Linked DNA regions of Mus musculus: regions 2, 3, 4, 5, 6 and 7 are each linked to region 1. A link is a contact called in public HiCAR-type and promoter capture Hi-C data. All regions are on one chromosome and are shown on one strand. The core of a region is the stretch at or near the end of the contact, and the rest is flanking DNA. Distances in the headings are between cores, read along the strand shown. Region 1 holds the start of Shisa9 (shisa family member 9). Region 2 holds the start of Gspt1 (G1 to S phase transition 1). Region 3 overlaps 4930414F18Rik (a long non-coding RNA gene). Region 4 has its middle 25 kb from the start of 4930414F18Rik. Region 5 has its middle 130 kb from the start of 4930414F18Rik. Region 6 overlaps 4930414F18Rik (a long non-coding RNA gene). Region 7 has its middle 58 kb from the start of 4930414F18Rik.

The links. Promoter capture Hi-C pulls out the DNA fragments that hold promoters and counts their contacts. HiCAR-type assays count read pairs that join an accessible place to other places.
Region 2: a contact with region 1 is called in a HiCAR-type map of astrocytes, with 2.7 times the contacts expected there. The contact joins the promoter of Gspt1 here to the promoter of Shisa9 in region 1. A contact is called at or near these places in 1 of 39 promoter capture datasets (hippocampal neurons) and 3 of 115 datasets of contacts at active chromatin or transcription factors (astrocytes, bone marrow-derived macrophages and embryonic hindbrain).
Region 3: a promoter capture Hi-C map of embryonic stem cells shows a contact between it and region 1, with 6 times the contacts expected there. The contact joins the enhancer-like site here to the promoter of Shisa9 in region 1. A contact is called at or near these places in 8 of 39 promoter capture datasets (the C10 cell line, embryonic stem cells, frontonasal cranial neural crest and 3 more), 3 of 115 datasets of contacts at active chromatin or transcription factors (embryonic forebrain and embryonic stem cells) and 1 of 9 other capture datasets (embryonic stem cells).
Region 4: a promoter capture Hi-C map of hippocampal neurons shows a contact between it and region 1, with 12 times the contacts expected there. The contact joins the enhancer-like site here to the promoter of Shisa9 in region 1. A contact is called at or near these places in 7 of 39 promoter capture datasets (the HPC-7 cell line, cranial neural crest, hippocampal neurons and 4 more) and 4 of 115 datasets of contacts at active chromatin or transcription factors (astrocytes, embryonic forebrain, forebrain and 1 more).
Region 5: a contact with region 1 is called in a promoter capture Hi-C map of embryonic stem cells, with 5 times the contacts expected there. The contact joins the enhancer-like site here to the promoter of Shisa9 in region 1. A contact is called at or near these places in 8 of 39 promoter capture datasets (the 3T3-L1 cell line, 3T3-L1-derived adipocytes, cranial neural crest and 5 more) and 6 of 115 datasets of contacts at active chromatin or transcription factors (embryonic forebrain, embryonic stem cells, forebrain and 2 more).
Region 6: a contact with region 1 is called in a promoter capture Hi-C map of hippocampal neurons, with 11 times the contacts expected there. The contact joins the enhancer-like site here to the promoter of Shisa9 in region 1. A contact is called at or near these places in 7 of 39 promoter capture datasets (3T3-L1-derived adipocytes, embryonic stem cells, hippocampal neurons and 3 more), 2 of 484 Hi-C or Micro-C datasets (both in cerebral cortex), 6 of 115 datasets of contacts at active chromatin or transcription factors (astrocytes, embryonic forebrain, embryonic hindbrain and 3 more) and 1 of 9 other capture datasets (embryonic stem cells).
Region 7: a promoter capture Hi-C map of hippocampal neurons shows a contact between it and region 1, with 18 times the contacts expected there. The contact joins the enhancer-like site here to the promoter of Shisa9 in region 1. A contact is called at or near these places in 8 of 39 promoter capture datasets (the 3T3-L1 cell line, the C10 cell line, frontonasal cranial neural crest and 3 more), 3 of 484 Hi-C or Micro-C datasets (cardiomyocytes, cerebellum and frontal cortex), 7 of 115 datasets of contacts at active chromatin or transcription factors (VIP interneurons, astrocytes, embryonic forebrain and 4 more) and 1 of 9 other capture datasets (embryonic stem cells).

Annotation. Positions count from the first base shown.
Region 1 is chr16:11,982,411-11,985,363 of GRCm38.p6, reverse strand. Shisa9 (shisa family member 9) reads right to left here and starts at 1,251. Exons shown (of 5, transcript NM_028277.2): 1 at 221-1,251. The coding sequence starts at 783. Gm32278 (predicted gene, 32278) reads left to right here and starts at 1,619. Exons shown (of 2, transcript NR_155455.1): 1 at 1,619-1,806.
Region 2 is chr16:11,252,587-11,255,635 of GRCm38.p6, reverse strand. It overlaps Gspt1 (G1 to S phase transition 1), which reads left to right and starts at 1,311. Exons shown (of 15, transcript NM_146066.2): 1 at 1,311-1,993. The coding sequence starts at 1,639. LOC115488671 reads left to right here and starts at 2,000. Exons shown (of 2, transcript XM_030249388.1): 1 at 2,000-3,049. Mir1945 (microRNA 1945) reads left to right here and starts at 1,191; the gene lies at 1,191-1,268.
Region 3 is chr16:12,774,944-12,778,087 of GRCm38.p6, reverse strand. All of the region lies in intron 1 of 4930414F18Rik (a long non-coding RNA gene), which reads left to right. Among named protein-coding and RNA genes, the nearest start is that of 1700003L19Rik, 35 kb to the left of the region's middle. Within about 2 kb of position 1,872, at least 6 of the 459 cell types and tissues checked have an H3K27ac peak or open chromatin away from gene starts, as enhancers often do. A contact at or near this core is called in embryonic stem cells, where this site is marked.
Region 4 is chr16:12,858,639-12,861,732 of GRCm38.p6, reverse strand. No RefSeq gene overlaps it. Among named protein-coding and RNA genes, the nearest start is that of 4930414F18Rik, 25 kb to the right of the region's middle. Within about 2 kb of position 1,587, at least 8 of the 459 cell types and tissues checked have an H3K27ac peak or open chromatin away from gene starts, as enhancers often do. A contact at or near this core is called in hippocampal neurons, where this site is marked.
Region 5 is chr16:12,959,366-12,962,465 of GRCm38.p6, reverse strand. No RefSeq gene overlaps it. Among named protein-coding and RNA genes, the nearest start is that of 4930414F18Rik, 130 kb to the right of the region's middle. Within about 2 kb of position 1,410, at least 3 of the 459 cell types and tissues checked have an H3K27ac peak or open chromatin away from gene starts, as enhancers often do. A contact at or near this core is called in embryonic stem cells, where this site is marked.
Region 6 is chr16:12,799,018-12,802,110 of GRCm38.p6, reverse strand. The region is part of intron 1 of 4930414F18Rik (a long non-coding RNA gene); the gene reads left to right. Among named protein-coding and RNA genes, the nearest start is that of 1700003L19Rik, 11 kb to the left of the region's middle. Within about 2 kb of position 1,635, at least 19 of the 459 cell types and tissues checked have an H3K27ac peak or open chromatin away from gene starts, as enhancers often do. A contact at or near this core is called in forebrain and hippocampal neurons, where this site is marked.
Region 7 is chr16:12,891,558-12,894,625 of GRCm38.p6, reverse strand. No RefSeq gene overlaps it. Among named protein-coding and RNA genes, the nearest start is that of 4930414F18Rik, 58 kb to the right of the region's middle. Within about 2 kb of position 1,790, at least 6 of the 459 cell types and tissues checked have an H3K27ac peak or open chromatin away from gene starts, as enhancers often do. A contact at or near this core is called in VIP interneurons and hippocampal neurons, where this site is marked.

The DNA of each region.
Region 1 (2,953 bases), core at 2-2,501:
AGGGGAAAAGAGACTTTCCCCTTCCACACTCGGCCTTCACTCCCACCTGTGCTGAGCCCAATGCCTTGCTTGGCTCAATGCTACAAGGGAAAGTTGTCGTCCTGGATGACATTCCCCAATCGGAGACCTTGGGGTGGAGGGAAGCACGGCTGGGGAATGTTGGAGATGGATGGGAAAGGAAAGTGGACCCAAAGAGGGGGGCGAAGGGGAGGCAGCCCACCTGGACATGTGTTCCCTTTGGGGCCGGTGCGCTTTCTCCAGCCCCAGCTTGGTGAAGATGCCCACCAGCACCATGACAGCCACCACCCCGCAGATGATGTAGACGATAAGGTTGGTCTTGTCCTTGGTGGGGTCGTGCAAGGGGTCATCCTTACGCGCTGGGGGCTTGCCCGTGTTAAGCCAGAGTGGCGTGTCGTAGTTGGTACAGGTGCTCTGGTTCAGTCGCCGCTTCTTAAACGTGCAGCAGAACCGGAAGCCACAAGTCCCGCAGCAGAAGATGAAGTCGCCCGAGCTGCAGTTGAACGGCGGGTCCCACTGGCCCATGACATCGAAGTAGCCCCGACAGGAGTCTGGCGTGGGCGCTCGAGTCGGCGGTGCGTCCGAGCCCCCGACGCCCTCGCCGGCCTCTCCGGAGGCGGCTCCGGAGCGGTTGCCCCCTGTGAGCAGCAGTACGCCGCCCAGTTGCGCTAGCTGCCCGTGCCCAGATCGCTCCTGCGCCCGGCACATGCGGGCACACAGCTCGGTGAGGAAGCAGCCGAGAAGCAGCCGAAGGACTCGGCGCATCGTGTCTCCCAACCCGGGCTGGAGCGCTCGGCCGCCGCTGGAGCCGCTACCGCCGCCTCTGGACGCGCGGCCGAAGCTGCCGAGGCTGCTGGCGGGGGCTGCGGGCCGCCGCTGGCCGCACATGCAGGGAGGCGGCGCGGGGCGCTCGGTGGTCGGCGGCCACTGCGCTCGGCTCAGACTGCGTTCGCCTCCAGCGCGACGCGCGCCGAGGAAGGGGGCCGGCCGGGGAGGAGCGCGCCGGGGCCGGGCGGGGACGGAGCAGGAGCGGGGGCCAGCGCGGGGTGCAGGTCCTGCTGGCCACCGGGGGAGGCGGGGGTGGAAAACAGGAGAGAGTCGCTGTGTCCGTAACTCCCTTCCACCCGCCACCCGGGACTCGGCTCCCCACGTCCGCTCGCTCGCAGGATGCTCTTCACCTCTCTAGCACGCCAAGTGCGCTGGAGAGAGAGAGAGAAGCGACACTTGTGGAATGAAGGGAGGGCCAGAGGGAAGGGGGAAGGGGAGGAGGGCGGATAGAGGAGGGGTGGTGGTGAGCGCTAGCTCGAAAGGGGCGGGGGCGCGTAAAGAGGTGACTCGGGCGGGCGGGGGCGAATAGGGGGCGTGCAGAGAGAGCTCGGGCAAAAGCAGCAAGCTCCACCGCTGCCAGGCTCGAAAGAACAGCTCTGATTTCTCGGCAGGTGGAAAGAACCACGGCCGGGACCTCTGGCACCCTCTCGGGGAGAAAGGTGCTCCTCACCCCAAGCAAAGACTCAGAGGTGGTTCCGCCCTCGATTTCCCCCCCTAGGGGTGCGTGCGCAGGAGCTGCGATTGCAATCTGTCGATCAGGGAAGGGGTGACTAGGAGAATCGGGACAGATTAGATGGCTTGCTCACTCCAAGACACACTAGAAGCAGTGTAGACAAGATCTCCCTCCTCCTCCCGGGCGTGCAGGAACTGCCTTGCCCTTTCCGGGGATGCGACCTCATGCCTGGCGCGAGCCTGGGATGGTTCGAGTCCCTGAACAGAGAAGAGGCTGGAACTGGGAAGGTGGGTTAGGTGTCAAACCCCTTGGGCTGTGGTAAGCACCCCAGAACAGGGGCTTGGGAACTCATATTAAAAGCTGGGTGGTCTGGCGAGGCGGTCAGCGGACAAAGCGAAGGCAATGGCTCACCCTGGAAGGGCTCTCCTAAGAACTCCCCTAGCCCTTAGGACCTGCCGCTTTCTGTCCCTCTTCGCCCCCGCAGCGAACGCTGAGCTCCACAGGAGGGCACACAGCGGCGCCGCCTCTGCGCTGGCAGTTTTGGCGCAGCGCAAGGCCTGGGCACTCATCCTCAGCCACTCGTTTCTGCAGCCCGCGCGACAGTCTCCAGAGCAGGCTGTCCCCTGTCCCCACGGAGCCCCCCTTCCCCGACATCCTCACCGAGGTTGTTTCCTTGGCTCCCAGCATCTCTTCTCAACCTTTCCAAATTTGTTCTCTCTTCCTTTCTCCTGACTGATTCCTCCCAGCCCTCCATAAGCCCTCGACCATTTCTCCTATTTCTTCCTGCCCTCTACTTGAATTTGATTTCAATAGCCCCTAAATCAGGATTCACATCAAAGCTGCTAAGCTAAATTTATATCCCCACACGCCCTGGCGTTTTGTTTTTTAATTGTATTAACTGAGTATGCTCTTTGCAGTAGGCTGGGTGAATCACAGAGGAAGCAATGTTTTCTGTTCCCTCTCCTCTTGTTTGGTTTCAGCTGCAGGACTCTTGGGGGAAATTTTCAAAGGACCACGAAGTTGGGCCACATGTAAAATGGTCTGCTGGGATCCTCTTAATTGATAATTTATGAGAGGATTTATTAAGACTGTGTGGCAAGTTTTTTCCAAATCAAAGGGTTTGGCTAAACTCCCCCTCCCTTTGATGAAAGAAGATTTACAAATGCAGCCCAGGGCCACCTTGGTAAACCACACCAGGTCTTAGAGCCAAGACTGACTGCAGTAGAATGTACTCCAACCCATCCCCCACTGTGAAAAGGAAAGAGAACTGCCAACCAGCTTCCTCACCATAGGACCCTGCAAATAGGGTGGGAGGCATATTTGTCATACTGGCAACCCACAACTGCTACCACCTTGTCCATCCCATAAACATTGGTGTGGGAGCTGATGGCAGCTGACATTTCTCTGTGAGTTATAGCACAATCCCTAAGCTTG
Region 2 (3,049 bases), core at 62-2,561, 730 kb after region 1:
AGTTCGAGGCCAACCTGGTCTACAGAGTGAGTTCCAGGACAGCCATGGCTATACAGAGAAACCCTGTCTCGAAAAACCAAAAAACCCAACAAAACAAAAACAAAACAAACAAAAAATTATTGACAACTTTGTCTATTACCTCTCTCGTTAGGCCAAATTCTCACTTTTTATTATACAAATGTTTAAAGTCAGCATTCCAATTTAGATATCTTAGATCCAGATTTAAAAAAAAAAAAAACTCGTTGTTTGAACATTTTGAATATGTTACTCTGTAATTTCCAAGTAGGTTAGTTGCATTCTGTCTAGACTCTTTTCAGAGCAAGTAAAATTAAGAGTATACTTTTCTTTGTCTTGGTCTCCATGGGTGAATTACAGGAGCATTTAACAGGTATTTAGAACAGGTATTCCTACTTCGTGCAGTAAAAAATAAAGGTGAATTTTATTTTTTCTTGCTTGTCACTTACCCCACAATTACTAAAATGCAACTTGAAAGTGTGAGATGCCCTCATTATTAAAGGACTGTAAGAATAGCTGACAGATGCGGCCTTTCAAAAGAACAGCACTTTACCTAATGGCAGCTAAGGAACTGGAAGCACCAAAATAGCCACTATTAGGTACCGCTGGGTACACTAAAAAATATGGCAATCCCGATTAATTTGTAAATCTCCTGGCAGGGAGGATGAAAGGACGAAAAAACATTTTAGGTGCGGGCTTTTAATGACTAGTCAAACATAACATGAGTCACTGAAATTTTCCAGTTAAGGATCCTTTTGCCGGACATCCTTGGACCTTTATGAGCCACACGCAGTTTCAGCTGTAACATCTCATGGTTTTACTGCCTCTTCCAAAAATGAATACATAAAAGGAAAGACGCCTCCCGCCGGCTTTGAAATGTAGGGCAAACTCTGGCTGCGGGTGGAGAGAAAGAGAATAAGGTATATAGACTGGGAGACAGAAAAGGCGCCGAAAAGGGAGAAGAAAAAAAAATTCCTCTAGGTTAGGCCTGCGGACCGGGTGTTCTCACAGGCTAGGGTGGATCGTCGCCTCGTGCGGAAGGGCTCGGCCCACCGTCTTGCCCTAGCCGAGTAGAGCCTACCCCTACCCCCACCCTGCGACAGATGGGCCACCAGACTTCTGCCTCCTCGCGCTGCCTGCCGGGAGTTCCAGCCGCTTCCGGTGACGCTTGAGCGCTGAACTCCGACTCCCGTCAGCCCCCGAGAAAACCGCACCGGGTCTTCGCGGGTACTGTCGGGACTTGTAGTTTAGCTATCGGCCGCGCTTCGTAGGCGGAAACGCGGGCGGACACAGACGGGAACTACCGAGGCGAAGGTACGGGTGGTAGCGAGAGGTCAATTCTCTCCAAACGTGGGGTTGGCGGTGAGGCCGGCGGCGGTAGTTGGGGTTGGGTGGGAGGAGATCCTTTCGCACACACGAGGAGGGTTGAGCCGCTGTCGACCTGGTCTCGAGTGTACTGTCTGGACTGTAGCTGCTGCCCAGGACGCCGGCGAGTGAGTCATTGACTGTCAGCTCCCCAGTCTTGCCGTCCTCCCCGGGTCAGCGCGGCCTGCTCCTCCCCGGTCGGCCGCCCCCGCCTCCATTTCCCGCCCTCTCTTCACCACACACACGGCCCCCCCGATCATGGATCCTAGCAGCGGCGGTGGCGGCGGTGGCGGCGGCGGCGGGAGCAGCAGCAGCAGCGACTCTGCGCCCGACTGCTGGGACCAGACGGATATGGAGGCCCCCGGGCCCGGGCCTTGCGGCGGCGGCGGGAGCGGCAGCGGCTCCATGGCCGCGGTGGCCGAGGCCCAGCGTGAGAACCTCAGCGCGGCTTTCAGCCGGCAACTCAACGTCAACGCCAAGCCTTTCGTCCCCAACGTCCACGCCGCTGAATTCGTGCCGTCCTTCCTGCGGGGTCCGGCCCAGCCGCCGCTATCCCCAGCTGGCGCAGCCGGAGGCGACCACGGAGCAGGCAGCGGCGCGGGAGGCCCTTCGGGTAAGTTGCCGGGCTGGATATCCCCAAGGCACGGGCGGCGGCCTGGGGCCGGAGTTCCGCGGTGGGCTGGGTGGAGAGGACGGGAGGCCGGCCGGCCCGCACGTGGGGCGCTGACAGCGGCGCCGGCTGGTCTGGGTGGGGCGCCTCCAGTCTGGGAGCTGCTTGGCTTGGGGCGCCTGGGCCAGGAGGAGCAGAGACCAGGGGACCCGGGGGCGATTGCCCCGCCGCGGAAGGCCGCACGCGGTTCACCCCTAGGCATAGGAACTGTATGGGACCCTGCCAGCCCTGGGCCAGTCAGTGCCACGAGGCCCAGAAGTGGGGACTGATAGGGCTTGAAGTCCGGCAGGAGGAGGGTGTGAAAGTCTAGGGTTTGGGGGACAGGACTTGTCTCTTCGCTGGCCCAGAGAGCTGCTCCTACTGTAGTTTCTACGTTTGGAACTGTAATTGCGTTTTAAGTATCGGTGGCACTAAAGCGACCTGAAGGAATCCCAAGATGCATTGCAGGCTTGTGATCCGCCAGAAACTGTTGGCTGTCAATACAAAGACCTTTTTTCACCCTTAACATTTTGAATACTTGAAAAGTTTTTTAAATGTCACAAGGATTCCTCAGTACTAACATGTGGTAGTAAACCTCATTGATTTATGTGCGGTTTTAAGCGGGATTTAAGACTTTTTCTGAATGGCGTGTAGACTTTTAATTGTTTTAAAAGTATGGCCCTTATAAGGGTTGCTTATAAAAGCTTAGTTTGCGTTCGTGTATTAGTCTAGTCTGTTACTTAAATACTTCTGATAACTTAATATTTGTCACATAAAGTAGCTACTAAATACACTTTCTGTCGTTTCAAACTGCAGTCTTTAAACACCTTTTTACAAACGGGCTGTATGTTTGGTAGCCTGCTTTCAGGTACAGATTTTGTAGCAATGCTGTTGAGTGAACTTAAGTATTGCCTTCATGCTGATGCTTTTTTTTTAAATTAGGTATTTATTTCATTTACATTTCCAATGCTATCCCAAAAGTCCCCCACACGCTCCCCCACCCATGACGATGCTTTTTTG
Region 3 (3,144 bases), core at 623-3,122, 790 kb before region 1:
AAGTAAACCTTCATCTCTTCCATTGCACAGCAGTGTGTAAAGTAGCTACCATACCTGTAAATGGAGAAACTTAGAAGACAGTACTCTGTTGAGACCAAGGTAAGGCTCAACAGGGTTCAGCCAGTTAAACAGTGAGTGTCCTCCATGTCAGATCTCTCTACCTCAGTGTTCTTCCTCTTATAATCCTACAGGAACAGCCACATATACTTGACAAACTGAAGATTATAAAAAACATGTTAGCCGGGCGTGGTGGCACACACCTTTAATCCCAGCACTCAGGAGACAGAGGCAGGCAGATTTCTGAGTTCGAGGCCAGCCTGGTCTACAAAGTGAGTTCCAGGACAGCCAGGGCTATACAGAGAAACCATGTCTCGAAAAACCACCCCCCCCACCAAAAAAAAAAAAAAAAAAAAAAAAAAAAAAAAAAAACAGAACCAAAAAAACCAAACATGTAGTGCCACAACCAAAGGATGCTAAGGAGATACTGTTGTTAAATGTGATGCTGTGCCCACTTGGAATCCTGGAGCAGAGAGAGGACATCAGATGGACACAAAGTTAATCCTATTGTAACAAATAGTTAAAAAAAAAAATCCTGATGCGAGGTTCCTTCCTGCCTTTGACCATTTATGCTCCCGGAATGAAGAACACATACAAACACAAACTTTATATTTTAATATGCCTTAAGTGGCTCAATAGCTGGGCAGCTGCCTACCCTCCATGTTATTAGAATCTACCTTCTATCTATAACCCTATTATTACTTACTGTGTTTCATCTGGGCTGCTCTGAATTGCAATTGGTCAGCCCTCTGGACCATGGTCTCTTGGCCCAGAGCCCAGGGTGCTTTCCTTGCTTCTCTCCTGCAGTTCTTACTCCATAATGGCTTCTGTGTCCCCTGATCCTTCCTCCTGTTATCAAGTCTGGGGAACCTAAACCTGCCTAGTCTCCTCTACCCAGCTGTTGGCTGCTGGCATCTTTATTTACCAATCAGAATTAACTGGGGGCAGGGCCCTGTAGGCTACTTGCAGACTTCAAATCTCAGACGCTAGCACTTAGCATTACAATAAACAGTAAAAGACAAAACCCTAACATAATAAAGGCATAACTCCAAACCTGAATTAACTATAAACAAATCATTGCTCATATTACTCTACCAATACTGGTTGATTAGTTTTGATAAATGCATAGTAACTAATTTTGCCTTATTCTTATGATTTTTCCACAAACCCAGACCTAGTCAACAATTGGGAAAAAAATTTCCCCTTTCTCTTTTGCAGTGTTCCAAGCTAAATGCAAAGAAGGCCCTGGCTCATTGGTGACAGTCACATTCCCACTGAGTACACTATTAATGGTTAAATGAATTATCTGAGCTGTGACTTTCTAATAGGCTTAAAATTTTCAGTGTTATTTACATCTTAAAAGAGGCTGTTATTTACTTGAGTCTTAAAATATAATACCCAGGAGATATTTCACAGCACAGTCTTTCTGATGTTCCGTAGTTGTGGCTTTTGTGGGCAACCATAAAATCAGAAGGGTACTAAAAATCTCATAGAGCTCTCAATAGCTATCTGAAAGAATCACAGAGCTGATGAGGTTGGGGTTCAATGCTGATTAAAAATTTAAAAGGCCATATGAATAAAGGCAAGGTATGCTATGCTACTAGGCAATGGGGTACTGTGGGTTCTTGATACAGACAGAAGTAGCCAGTGTAAGACTCCGGGGTGCCTTAGCTTACTGGGGATCCCCTGAGTGAACCACACAGAGCCAGGATTGATGCAAAAAGCAAGAAGAATTTATTGTTCTAGTGCACAGGGTTTGTTCCAGACCCATAAGAGAGGCAGTGACCACAAGCACTCGTTTGGCAAGTTTTTATATGGTTTCCAGGGGCAGAATAGAGCATCAGCAACTATGCACAATATGATTGTCGGAACAGTGAACCCTTTAAACTGACTGGTCTTTAGGGAATGAGGTGACAAGGACTTCTTTTGTCTGAAGGTGGACAACAGTCAGTCCTGAGGAATGTGTTCCCACCTGCAGGTTGGTTCCTGCCCTGTTTTCTGAGAAATGTTAATTAGCCTCTCTCTTCCAGGGGGGCAAGTATTTCATGACCTTCCCCAAGTTCCTAAGCTGACCTTTTCACCAGCATTTCTGTCTTTGTGGCTTGTGCTATGCAGAATGAGTGTTCTGGTCTTCTAGCTCCTCATTTTAGAGAGTGTCAGTTAAAGTTGTGTTATTGTGCTGATGACATAATATATACATATAAGAACTGCAACTGCAATGTCCAGCACACTGATATTCTAGTATTTTTCTTGCATTTTTATTTACTATGTGAGGGAAGAAGGGAGGGAGGAAGGGCTTGGGGGGGTGGCTTTCCTTGGTGCTTGCTTGTGTGGAAGTCAGAGGAGAACTCCTGGAAGTCACTTTTATTCTAAGATGCTTATTTCAGGGATGAGCTTAGGTGGTCAGACTTAGCACTGAGTATTTTTACTTGTTGAACCACCTCTCCAAACTCATATAGATGATAAAATAATTGTTGTGACTAGTGATCAATATCCCATAATTATTACCCTTACCAGCACCATCCCCATCATCATAATCAGGATGACCACCACCACCATCATCACCAGTGTCACTGTAACCCATAACCACCACCATCATCATTTTCAACATTTCGTTTATGTTTAAACTGAGTACCTGGAGACAAATATTATGTAACATCCCTCAGACTCAGGATTAACTGCTCTGTTGGGCACGCTGCTGTATGGTTTTAATCCCGGCACTCCAGAAGCAGGGTCAGAGGTATCTCTGAGACGTCTAGGCCAGCCTGGTTTATGTGGCAAGCTCCAGGACAGCCACACTACCTGTCTCAAAAACCCAAATCCAATCAACCAAACAAATACAATTGTTTCCTGCAGTGTTCTTATGAAGACTAGCAAAGATGTTTTTATTATGCATTTTTCTTCTATGGTTGGGTATATATATATATATGTATATATATATATATAATGTATTATATTTATAGTCCATATTATATAATATGCAATATACTTTATATTATATAAAATATGAAATATAATATAATTTATAATTATATAATGTTGATATATACTATATAATATGGTATATATTTTATGTTATATAAAATA
Region 4 (3,094 bases), core at 338-2,837, 880 kb before region 1:
CTGTTCTCTCAGCACCATAGAGGTATAGATGCTTGTTCCCTGGAACTTGCCAATCAGCAAGCACAGTCTAATATGAAACACAGGCAAGTGAGAGTCTTCCAAACAAGTGGACATCACCTGAGAAGTAATACCCAAGTTTGACCTTTATCCCTCACAGACTTGTGCACCTGCATACACACACACACACACACACACACACACACACACACACACACATACACACACACACACACACACACACGACAGTCTCAGAGAGACACAGAGAGATAGAAACAGAGATAGAGAAACAGAGAGATGGGAGGAAGGGGAAGCCAATAGATAATTGGAAAGAGTTAAAGAAACCAGATCAAGCAAGTCCTGGAACATGGAATATTGCATGTGGATTTTATGTGAAGAGAGCTGGGAAATTATTGAGGGAATTTCAGTTGTATGACAACATTACTTAAGGTGCAGATTTTCAAAAACATCACCCTTGGTGGTTGTTAGGTGAAGAATGGAGGTCTCTTGGGAACAGAGATGAAATAGCAGGAAGTGTTGGGTGCTTGCTCTTGGATCCTGGTGAGAGGTGATGCAGGTTGGAACACAGAAGGAGAACTCCTGGGTATGGTCCTGCACTTGCTTTCTGTACTGCTCCAGGGGCATCATTGATCTGCATGACAGGCCAATGACATTTCTGGCTCCTAATCATAGGCTCACACCGGGTCTCAGAGCTGCAGTGGGTGGAGGATCCATGCCTGGATTATATTGCATATTGCAAAGAGAGAAAAGAGGAAAGAGTCTCTTTAATTATTTTTTATAGATTTAAAAATTTCATTGGTAATTTCACTTATATGTACAATTGATTTTAGTTATGTTCACAATTATTTTTCTCACCCCATTACTGCCTTTTCTTCTCCAAAGGCTTCTTTCTATTCTGATGTCTTTTTGTTTTTGTGAGACCCTATGTGGTTAATGAGAATCCTTGCAGAAGCATGAGTGGTGGGCTTCACTACAACAGAGAATGACACTGAGGGAGGACCTTTCAAGAATGACTCCTGAGCTACTACCTCATGTGACACTAGGCATGTCGGTGGCATTTTTATAAATGAAGAGAGACTGACTGTGGAACCCTGGGGGTAGAAAGAGAGAGCTCTTTCTTGGCTTACTAAGTGTTAGCAGCAAGGCATCATCTATGGGAAGAGGCCAAGCAGCTGGCAGGGATCAAACGATAGCATTCAGTGTGGGCACTTAGGTCAGAAGGAAACTTGGGATCATTGAGCTAAAGATGGCACAATGAAGGGCTGAGTTTGTGGCTTCTGTGGAAAGAGAGGGTGGGTAGCCATAAGAAGAGCAGAGGTGATTAAGAGGAGGACGGAGGGGTTGCCCTGTGCTAGGAGCCTGGGTGGCTTATGCCCTAAGGACCAAGTTTTAATCAGAACCATAAACTATGCGTGTGTATCACTGTCTCTAGTGATAACGTTGCATCTAGATCATCTTTCTATGCTTGGCGAGGGTTGAGCAGATTTCTCTCCACAAGGCGACCAGTTGTCCCTATGAGCAGGGGTGGGTGTTAGCAAGATATGATTCAGGAATGTGTGGGACTGAACACTCTGATTTAACTCTGAAGTGAAATCTGTCCAGGCTTAAGTCTGCCTCTTGTAGGCCAGTGGTTCTCACTGGGGCAAATTTATCTGTGGTGGTGGTGGTGGGGGGTGCGGGGGGGATATTTGGCAATGTCTGGAAACATTCTCAGTTATCACAACTGAATGACAAGAGGTGGGTGGGGGTGCTACTGGTGTCTAGTGGGTAGAAGCTAGGAACACTGCTGAGGCTGAACATCCCACCATGCACAAGACAGGCCTCCAGGACAGACAATATCCTGCTTCAAATGTCAACACCATTGAGGATAAGAAAACTTGATATAGGGGTGCAGTGCTAAGTCACTCATCAAGACTTCATTGTTCCTTCCTGAGGGTTTTCTAGAAGCCTCTATACCCAGACAGGGAAGTTGATTGAACTGATTCCCTTGACTGATGTTTCATACATAGTCATCTGAGAGGCAGCCCATAGAGTAATTTCTATAGCTCAGTCACACAGTCCAGACACACACACACACACACACACACACACACACACACACACACACACACATGAGACAGAGACAGAGGAAGGGGGAGGGAGAGAGGGAGGGGGGGAGAGAGGAAGGAGGAGGAATGGAGAGTGCCAGCTCACACCTTTGTCTTAGGAGAGACTTACAAAGACAAAAGCATCAATGTGGCATCCACATTCTATTATTCAGGACCCTCAAAGCTGTTTTCCTCTCTTGCTCTCAAAGCTGGCATTTGTTTTTATTCTCTTGGAAATAAATGGTATTTTTCTTTACTTGTAATTTAAAAATGGTTTGTTGGCACGTGAAAATAAATGCCATAATGATTTTAGTCTCTAGTATGAATTCAGGGCAGACTTGGCATTTGTTTGTGTGTGTGTGTGTGTGTGTGTGTGTGTGAGTGTGTGTGTTTTATTGGATATTTTCTTTATTTACATTTCAAATGTTATCACCTTTCCTGGTCCCCCTACCCCCAGCAGAAACCCCCTATCCCATTTCCCCTCTCCCTGCTTCTATGAGGGAATCCCCACACCCACCCACCCACTCCTGCCTCCCTGGTCTGACATCCCCTACACTGGGGCATTGAGCCTTCACAGGACCAAGGACCTCTCCTCCCATTGATGCCTGACAAGGCCATCCTCTGCTACATATGCGGCTGGAGCTATGGGTCACTCCATGTTTACTCTTTGGTTGGTGGTTTAGTCCCTGGGAGCTCTGGGGGTCTGATTAGTTGATATTGCTGTTCTTCCTATAGGGTTGCAAACCCCATTCAACTCATTCAGTCCTTTCTCTCCCATTGAGGACCCCATGCTCAGTCCAAAGGTTTACTGCAAGCATCTGCCTCTGTATTTGTAAGGCTCTGGCAGAGCGTCTCAGGAGAGAGCTATATCAGGCTCCTGCCTGCAAGCATTTCTTGGCATCCACAATAGTGTCTGGGTTTGGTGACTGTATATGGGATGGATCTCTAGGTGAGGCAGTCTCTGGATGGCCTTATCTCCAGTCTCTGCT
Region 5 (3,100 bases), core at 161-2,660, 980 kb before region 1:
CCCTTGGATGGCTAATATCAGTTACTATCTAGGAGAAGCCCAAAAATAAGACAAGGGACTAGCCATTTTTTTCACCTCAGGTCCCCTTTTTTATGCAATGTTTTTTGAAGATAGCTATATTATCTCTAGTGATTCCTGAGTGGTTTGTATAGAAACAACAATTTTCTCTAAAACCATAAACACCTCCTCCTTCTTCATAAAGCCAGTCAAATGTCCTCTCATATTGTAGAATTATTTCTGCTGATAAATACCTATTGATAGATCTAGGTCTATTTGGTTTTTCACAGATCCCTTTTCTAATATGTGAACAGGCATTATAGGTAGCCACTTTGTCCCCTATGCCATGGTGTTTCCTTTTGATGAACTACTCCAGCCTTTTGAGGATAAGGGGCAAAGCACTCTCTCTTGTAACTATTTCCTGCTGGAATCAGGACATTGCTGCCAGAGCCCAGCAAGGCTGGAATTCTAGTCAAAGGCTGAGAGGGATTCAGGCAATGAGGCATTCACAGGAAGCGTCTAGTCTTACATTTAGAATTTTCAGACCCATGGTCCTGGTAGTTGGGGAAAAGGAGGAGTGTCAATACCTGGAGAGAGACTTTGTTAGCAGGAATAGACAGGGAGGCAAACTTAGGCTGTCCATATCTTGGAGTCTGTTTGACCTGTGAGAGATGAACCAAAGTCTTACATGAATTTTTAGTTTACAAAAGAGATAATAGTTCTAGATATATTAACATTATCACTGTTTGGAATCTGTACTAAAATCCACATTGTAGAAAAAGCAGCTAACAGGCGTCAGTAAAACGGCTGGAGGAGACGCATGCCTTCAAGTCAGGGCAAACAGCACGGCTTTGGGATTCAAAGGATGAGCATTTTTTCCTGTCCAGAGATCCGGACATACAGATCGGACAGAGATATTTTAGCCCAACGAGAAGCACCTTGAATTCCTATACATAGAAGGAAAGAAACTTTGAAACAGTTTACATTTTTTAGATTTCTTAAGTGATTTTCTTACACATTTACAACTTGCATTTATGTATCTTAAATCACTTCCTTAGACCCTCAGGACTTACTCAAGCTTTCATATTCCACCCCTTTAAACACTTTAGGACACTTCCGTAGACCCACAGACCTCACACAGATGTAAGCCTTTTCTTCCAGTCATTTACCAGAGACTTGAGCAGTTATTACTTAGAACAGTCATTGCAAAGCAAGTTCAAAAGGAACGGCCAAAAGTTCCATCTGAAACCTGTGCATCCTTTCATGTGAAGCCCGTTAGAAAGGCAAACTGGTTGTTTTGCTCAGCAGGAGTCCAAGCAGCTCTTGAAAAAGCAAGGCCTGCCTTTTACATACGAAATGAACAAACAAGGTAGCAGCGGACCTGATGTTAGGAGCTGGTTGCCTGTCATTGTTAAACTGGAAAAGCTACAGCTGGTCTCACAATCAATGCCATCAGGTCTGAGAAGGATACAATAGAGCAGGAAGTATAATCCAAATGGCCCTTGTATCAATTAGAATGACAGAGACTTACCCATTAACTAGATGGCTACCCTAGGCTCCAGTGGTCTCTATGGCTTCCTCGGGGGCAGAGATCCAAGGGCAGCATTAGTCTTTGTCCCTCAGGCCCACAGGATCTGAGGGGTTTTCCTGTGGAGGAGAAGCTTGGCAAGACTGATCTTACTTTGTCAAGGCAAAGTGGAGCACTCAACTCTCCCATGTCAGAGTTTGGCATGGCAGGGTCCTGGTGGCAGGCAAAGCCTTGGGACAGTTTTGGCCAGTGGTTAGCATTATAACAATCCAGGTGGAGTCATCCTGCCCCATCATCCCCTTTGGAGGCCTTCGGGTCACTGCTAGGAGATGGGCTGGGGGTGGGGGTGGGGTAATGTGTGTCTCTGTCTTTCATACTAAACTTTTTCCATTAAACATTTTAAATGTCATATTTAGCAGATCTTTGAAGAGTCTGAGGACCATAATCTATTAAGTATATAAGCTAAATAAACTTTGCTTGCTTTTAGTTACTTGTTTTAGGCTTAACATTGATAACACATATGAGTTTAAATAAAGTTTTTTCTGTAATTCATTACTTTAGTTCTTAGTGTTACTACAAATATACTTCCGAACACATTAAAGGGTTTGGTCCTTAGTGGCAGTGACTGACCGTAACTTTCATGTCTTGAGTGTCTTTCACAGAGTACAATAAGTTAGCAGCTTTTATAAAATTAGGATTTTATAGCTTTATCTCTGTTAGGTTTAACCTTACAAAGATAAAGATTTCTGAATTTAAGCTCTTTTAGTATTCAAATAAAACTTCAACTCATAAATACAGTTCACAGAGAGACAGAGCACTCTCCTGATCCTTTCATAGCACACCAGTACAGAGCATGACAGTTTCTTATATGATTCAGTAGATCAAAAAAAAACCCCTAAATCTTAACAAAGTTAGCAAAGACAAGGAGACCAGACATACATTCTTAAACCTGAATAGGCCTTAGATAAAGAAAACCATTCTCCAAGTCAGTGGCTCCCAACCTTTCCAATGCTGCAACCCTTCAGCACACTTCTCTACGTAGTGGTGACTTCCAACCATGAAGTCTCTCTCCTTGCTATTTCACAACTACAGTTTTGCAATGTGATCATCTGACCTGTAGAAGGTCCTACACTACCCCAGTGGAAGGGTCTTTTAAACCCCAAAGGTTCGTGACCCATAAGTTGAGATTCATTGCTCCAAGCTCTTTGCCAAGCTGCTTTTGCCAGACTGTTTAGGTCATTGTCTTGTAAGATAAGAACATCCCAGTTTCTGGTGTTTAGTGTTTGGTGCTCATAGCTGGAACCATAACTCTATAGTCTTTTACTTATTTATTTTTTAAAGATCACATTTTATAAACTTAAAATGTTCCATAGTCTTACAAATTTAAATATTTTAAACTTGTTCTTTAAAAATATCCAGTTTTTTTATTTAAAATTTCCTCTTAAAAAATATAAAAGCTTGCAACTGTGTGTTCTTGTAATATTAAAAAATAAAGTACCCTTTTCACTTTAAGAGGGAAGAAAAAGGTACAATCACAACAAGGCAACACCGAACTCCAACTGTGCAAAGAACTCA
Region 6 (3,093 bases), core at 386-2,885, 820 kb before region 1:
TTTGTCTGTTCTTATTAGGAACATGTGTCTGTCCAGGAGGATGACTTTTATTGACAATTAGAAAATTTGTGATTGATTATTAGTTATTCTTATCTTACATTTTATTTTCTGAAATTTACAACTAATAGAAAAAAGTAGTACCTAGAATGTAATAAAAGTTTGCTTCAAATGAAATATACACCCCCAGATCCACACTCACGCACAAGTTTCCATACACATATATGCAAGGTTTATGTTTTAAGTAGTGAATGTATACTTCTCATTTTCCATTAACATTTCTCTCACATGCTGTTGAAAACAATATAAAACAAAACAACAACAACCAACTTTTCTTAAAATAGTTTCTTTTCCAAACCAAAGAGAATTAAATTACACATAAAATTTCTGTTTCCTTTGTTAGGTATACATTTTACTGCTTATCAGGAAGTAGAAAATTTAACGTAAGAATAGTGTCCAGTTCCCCCTCTGTGTCTGGGTATGTGTCAGGCGCTCATGTCTATGTGCGTGGGAATGCTTGGCTTGTTTATGTGTGGAGACCAGAGGCTGATGCTCATTGTTTTCTTTTATTGCTCACCATCTTAGTTTTTGAGATTGCATCTCTCACTCAACCTAGACCTTGCCATTTAGGCTGGACTCCTTGGCTGGGTAGCCCCTGGAATCTGTCTGTGTCTACCTCCCCCGTTGGCTACAGAAGTAGATGGTCACATTAGGCTCTTGACTTGGGTGCTGGGGATCGAAATTCAAGTCTTCATGCTTATACAGCAAGAACATTACCTATTGAATGAGCTCCCCAGGCTAGATTCTTATAAATATCATAATATGACTGTTTATAAGATCTATATGTTATAGACTAAAAGACTCTTAGCAGTTTGAAAAGTAGCAGTTAAAGGCTATACACTGAGAAAACAATTTTATTTTTACTGGATCTTTAAAAAAGACTCAGTTGGTGGAAGTGTAATGGCCAGTGGGTTGTCAGGAGCTGGTCAAGGCTACCAGCGTGCGGTATGTAGTGGTGATATGAGTTTACAGATCTACCTTTGGCCAATTTTAAGGAGGAACGAGTAGGGGAGCAAACTCCATGGAGCAGCAAAATCATTATTATGCCATAGCTCATTATATTTCCAAGCAGTAGTAACACATCAAAATGTACACTATAAACTGATGTATTTTGCTATGAGAGGAGTATGTTGTCTACTCTGATGATTCAAAGAAAAGAGAATTCTACAAGGCTGCTTGTCAACCTGAAACTACCACAGACGTGAGATCTTTTTATGAGCTGGGCCTCTGCTCATCTGTAGCTGGATCTTAAAACTCTCTGTGAAGAATAAAAGGTACTTACCGAGAATGAATACATGTTGTATAATGTCTTACTCTCAATATGAGCATAGTTATGTACAAGACGCTGCATGGACAGTGGGATCTTGGCTTGAAATTTTCTCTCTTTCCTTATCTTCCTCTTGCCTTTTGTATCCTCAGCTAGAATGCTTTTCCTGAGCTAGAGAACTTAATACCAAATTACTGAGAAGTCTGTCTCTGGAAGTAGAAAAGCTCAACATTTTATTTAAATATGAAGCCATCATCAACTGTGTTGCCATGGAGACCCTTCCTCCCATGTGCTCAGCAACATGTCTGCTGCCAATTATCCAGAAATAACTTCTCTATTTCTATGGAGTATTCTGTTTCACCTACTGCTGCTTCTGCATTCTGTTTGAGCTTCGGTGAAAAGATGAGGGATTTTATTTCTATCCCTTGCAGACAGGAAAGGAAAATTTTAACATATCCATCCTGAAAAGGATCCCCTACTGTGTCACTTCCTGTGTAACATTATTACATATCCCCCCTTAGCTATAGCAGCATATGAAAGGTGATTTCAGATGACAAGTTGTGGGAAGTTAGTCCTCTTTTTCTACCATGTGGAGCCTGGGGATCAAGTTCAGGAACTCAGATCATTAAGTCTATTGGCAAATACCCTCTCCCACAGAGCTATCCCACAGATCTGTCTGTTGTGATATGCTAAGTTTCCTGTCTGTGCCAGCAACAGGGATGGAAGCACTAGGAAAGACTTTTGAATCTTCTGCCCAGCTTACTGGACAGAGATCAAAGTCTCGTCTACCCTTTTCCTTCATGTTTACTGTACACTGGGCACTTCAGAGGGAATGTAATGCAGAAGACTAAGGCAACACCAAAGAACAGATCCCAAAGTACTACTGGCTGTGTCTGAGACAAAGGGATGAAGAGCAGGGCTGGCCAATGAGGGTGCCTCACTTTAGATGCTTAGCTGAGGGAATCAGGTTGCAAATATTTCACATCATTAAGAGCTTCCTCAGATCAGAATCCTCAAAAAAGCCAAAGGAAATTGGGCCAAAGCACACAGTCTCCAGGCTTATACTAGGCATCTTTGGTAGAGGTACTGTGACAGCTCACCCTCCACAGTCATTGGCAGAAACAAATCCCTGTGCCCTTTGGGCATTACAAAAACTTTGTTGATTTTTTTTCTTCCCAAAGCTTTGTCCTAAAATCTATTGTAAAAGAAGAAAGGTAGGGTTGAAGGGAGGACACACAGAGGAGTACCCTATTTTAAGTGTTGTTGCAGGACCGCAAGGTACTCTTTGAATTGTCATACTGCTAAGTGACTTTTCAGCATTTTTGTCTTCTAAAATCCAGTAACATTACACACAAAGGTAGACATACACAACTGTTTGCTGCAATAACATCTTAATAAAAAGTGCTATTTCACTGCCTTAATTGTCTAGTAAGCAATTCATAATAACAAATGGGACACAGTAGGCAGTCACTTGGGTATATTGATACATGCTTGAAATCATCCCAGCATAGGAAGTTGAGGCAGAGGATCCAGAGTTTGAATCAAGCCTGGACAGCATCTTAAGTTTGGGACAGTCTGGGCCACATAGTAAAAAACATACGCACTCATAAACATGCCTACACATGGAAGGAAAAAGAGTCAAACCCACGTCCACCCTAAAAAGATAGACTGAATGAAGGTACATTGTGGTGAGCTCCACCAGTGTTTTAAAGTGTGGCTCCAGACCAGAATATGTGATATATGGGCAAGAAAACTCTGGAAGGCTATGA
Region 7 (3,068 bases), core at 541-3,040, 910 kb before region 1:
AATGCTTGGAAAGCAAACAACAGGACTTGAGTTCAAATCTCCAGAACTCACAGAAAGCCAGATACAGTAATGGGCATTTGTAATCTCATGTTTTTGTGGAAAAATGGGAAGTGGAAACAGGAACAGCCATGGAAGCCGCTGGGCCATTGAGCCTTGGTTCCCAGCAGCAAAAGAGAGAGCTTGGAGAGACCAAGATGGATGCTCAGTCTGTCCTCTGCCTTCCTGCCTTCTATACACATGATGTGGTATTCATACACTTGCAGTCTCTCTCTCTCTCTCTCTCTCTCTCTCTCTCTCTCTCTCTCTCTCTCTCTCTCACACACACACACACACACACTTGAAAATGTACTCTTGACTCTTAGAAACTGTCAGTGATACATGGACCTTCTGCTCTCTAACTAGTAGCCGTGTTCACAATGACTGTTTATTACCCATTTTAATGCATTATATATAGATGTATATAGATAACTAACTGCTAAACTCTGATCACTGGTCTGTTTTGCAAATTAGGAGAAAATCTCAGTAGGGTTAAGTGAGTTGCTCAGTACCACAGAGTGTGAATTACTGTAGAGGCTTTGCCTGTCCTCTTGTCTCCAGTCAGTTGCAGTTTTAACTAAGGGTGAGATCCAGTCCATTGCTTTAAATCCTTCATGAATAGTTAAAGAGCCAAGACATAATCATCATAATAAAAACCTAAATTGTTGAGAACTTATGAATAGCAGGGAGGGTGCTACACTGTCCATGCTGTAGCACTGTGCCTTGTGGACATTAAGGAGCTTCTAAAGATATTTGTTATTCCTGTGTGGATTGATGTGTGAGTGGAGGTTGGTATAAGAAGGCAGCCTGATGAAGCCATGGGAGGAACCCAATAAGCAACATTCATTCCTCCATGACCTCTGCTTCAATGTCTGCCTCCAGGTTCCTGCCCCATTTTCTTCAGAGATGGGGTATGATGTGGAATGTAAACAGAAGCAAACCTTCTTTCCTCCAAGTTCCTTTTGGTCATGGTGTTTTATCACAGCAATAGAAAGCAAACTACAGCACCATCCCAGAGTGGCATGAAGGTGTCTGCAAAGGCAACTGGAAGAGTATTCAGATAAGGTTCTGAGCTATTGTGTATGCGCATGCGCATGCACGCACACGCGTGTTTGTGTGTGTGTGTGTGTGTGTGTGTACCCGTGTGTGCACACTTGTGTGCATCTGTCCTTCAGAGAATGTCAGATGCCATCCTTTGGGACAGGGTCTTTTATTAGCCAGCAGCTCACTAACTAGCCTACTCTAGCTGGCCTGAGAGTCCAGGGCTCCTCCTCTCTCTACTTCTCCAGTGCTAAGAACACCAGTATGCACCACCATGCCTTTTTACGTTGTTTCTGGGCATTGAGCTCAAGTTCCTATGCTTGACAGGCAAACATTTTACTGACTGGGGTATTACCACAACCACAATGGCTACTTTGGTGTGTGCATGAACAAGCATGCATCATGAGAATGGGGAACTATGAGGCATTGTTTTTGGCATTGGGTATCCGGGGTATATTTGGCAAGACAGCTCTATTAACATTGGGGTTCTGCTATAATTATGAAATATCACTGGAGACAAGCTGTGCAGTAACATTTCTCCCCCAGCAACCAGGAAGCCCACAGAACAAGACTGTCATTTGCAGAAGACAAATGACAACAATCCCCTGAGATGCATTGTGCATGAAAAAAACCCATCGATCCTATTAAGAGATTGGCACTGTCATGGTTGTGTCCTGTTCCAAGCTCAGACAGAGGAGGGAGACATGGCACTATTTTAGCAACTGAGCTGAGCACGGAGGGGTCAGGTCCCAGGCGTTTCTGAGCCAGAGTCCCATGGCACTGAATCACATCAGATAGTCTTCTAGTCAAGAGAAATCGTGTGGACCAATGGCCAAAGGTCTCTCTTGAAGGAGCCAAAAGTAGGGACGTATTTTCTTGTGCTCTTTAAAAGCACTAACTTCCTAGTGCCCAGTGCAGGAGGCCCTGTGAGCTGCTGGAGATCTGACCAAGTCTACAAGATCTGTTGTTTGACGAGGGATACCATCTTTGATTTCTATGAGGATGAAGCATGTCTTTGTTTTGGCTTCATGTACCATAGAGTGGGAGGCAGAGGGTTGCAGACCTCCAAGCATACCACCAGGGCTGGCATCAGTGGACCTGGACAGATGCGTGTGCAGGTTCTGGTACTCAGAACGGTCAGTACTAAGAAGGTCACTAAAGAGCTCATCGAGATTACTTCATGCTTGCTACTCTGTCAAATACCAGCTTGAGACAGAGGAAAAGACAGGGACTTTAGCTTTGGAGACATGAAGGTTCAAATCTGTTCTCAAGCATTTTCTCACTGTGCGACTTTGAGTGAGAGACTGAAGTCCCCTTGGCCCCAGTTTTCTCCTGTGTGCTTTGGGAATGACTGGTGCTCCCTGTAAAGTACTGTCAAACGTTGACTCTTCAGCAGCCACGCACTCTATGTCACTGTCAAGAGCAGTGATTTCGTTGCTCTGTCTGTGCAGTAGACACTTCTTATTATCATCTTTCATGTTTTCTTCATTATTCTCCTATAGAAAGAATTTTGATTGTGTGTTTCTATGTTGTATATGTTCATGTGTTCTTGTGTCTGTGTACATGTGTACATGTGGGAGTGTGTAGGTGAAGGGAAGGGATCAATCAACACTGGGAGTCTTTCTCAAAGGCTCCCCACCTTACTTTTTGAAGCAATGTCTCTCATTGGACATGGAGACCAACTATTCAGCTGGTCTAGCCCACCAGTGGGCTCCAGGGCTCCACCAGTCTTTGTCTCCCTGGTCTGGAATTGTAGTAACACCCTGCCATACCTGGCACTTTCCATGGGTGCTAGGGCCCTGAACTCAGGCTCTCATGGTGCACATCAAACATGTGCCGACCGAGTCGCCTCTCCAGGTCCGCATTTTGATTTCTGACTGACGTCTATGCCCGTGTATGCCATTTGAAGAAGGTGCTTTTCTCACTGTAAATGTAGACACATCTTCACAACCAGGGTGCCCCACCTTCCTCCCCACAGGGACTGTTTCAGG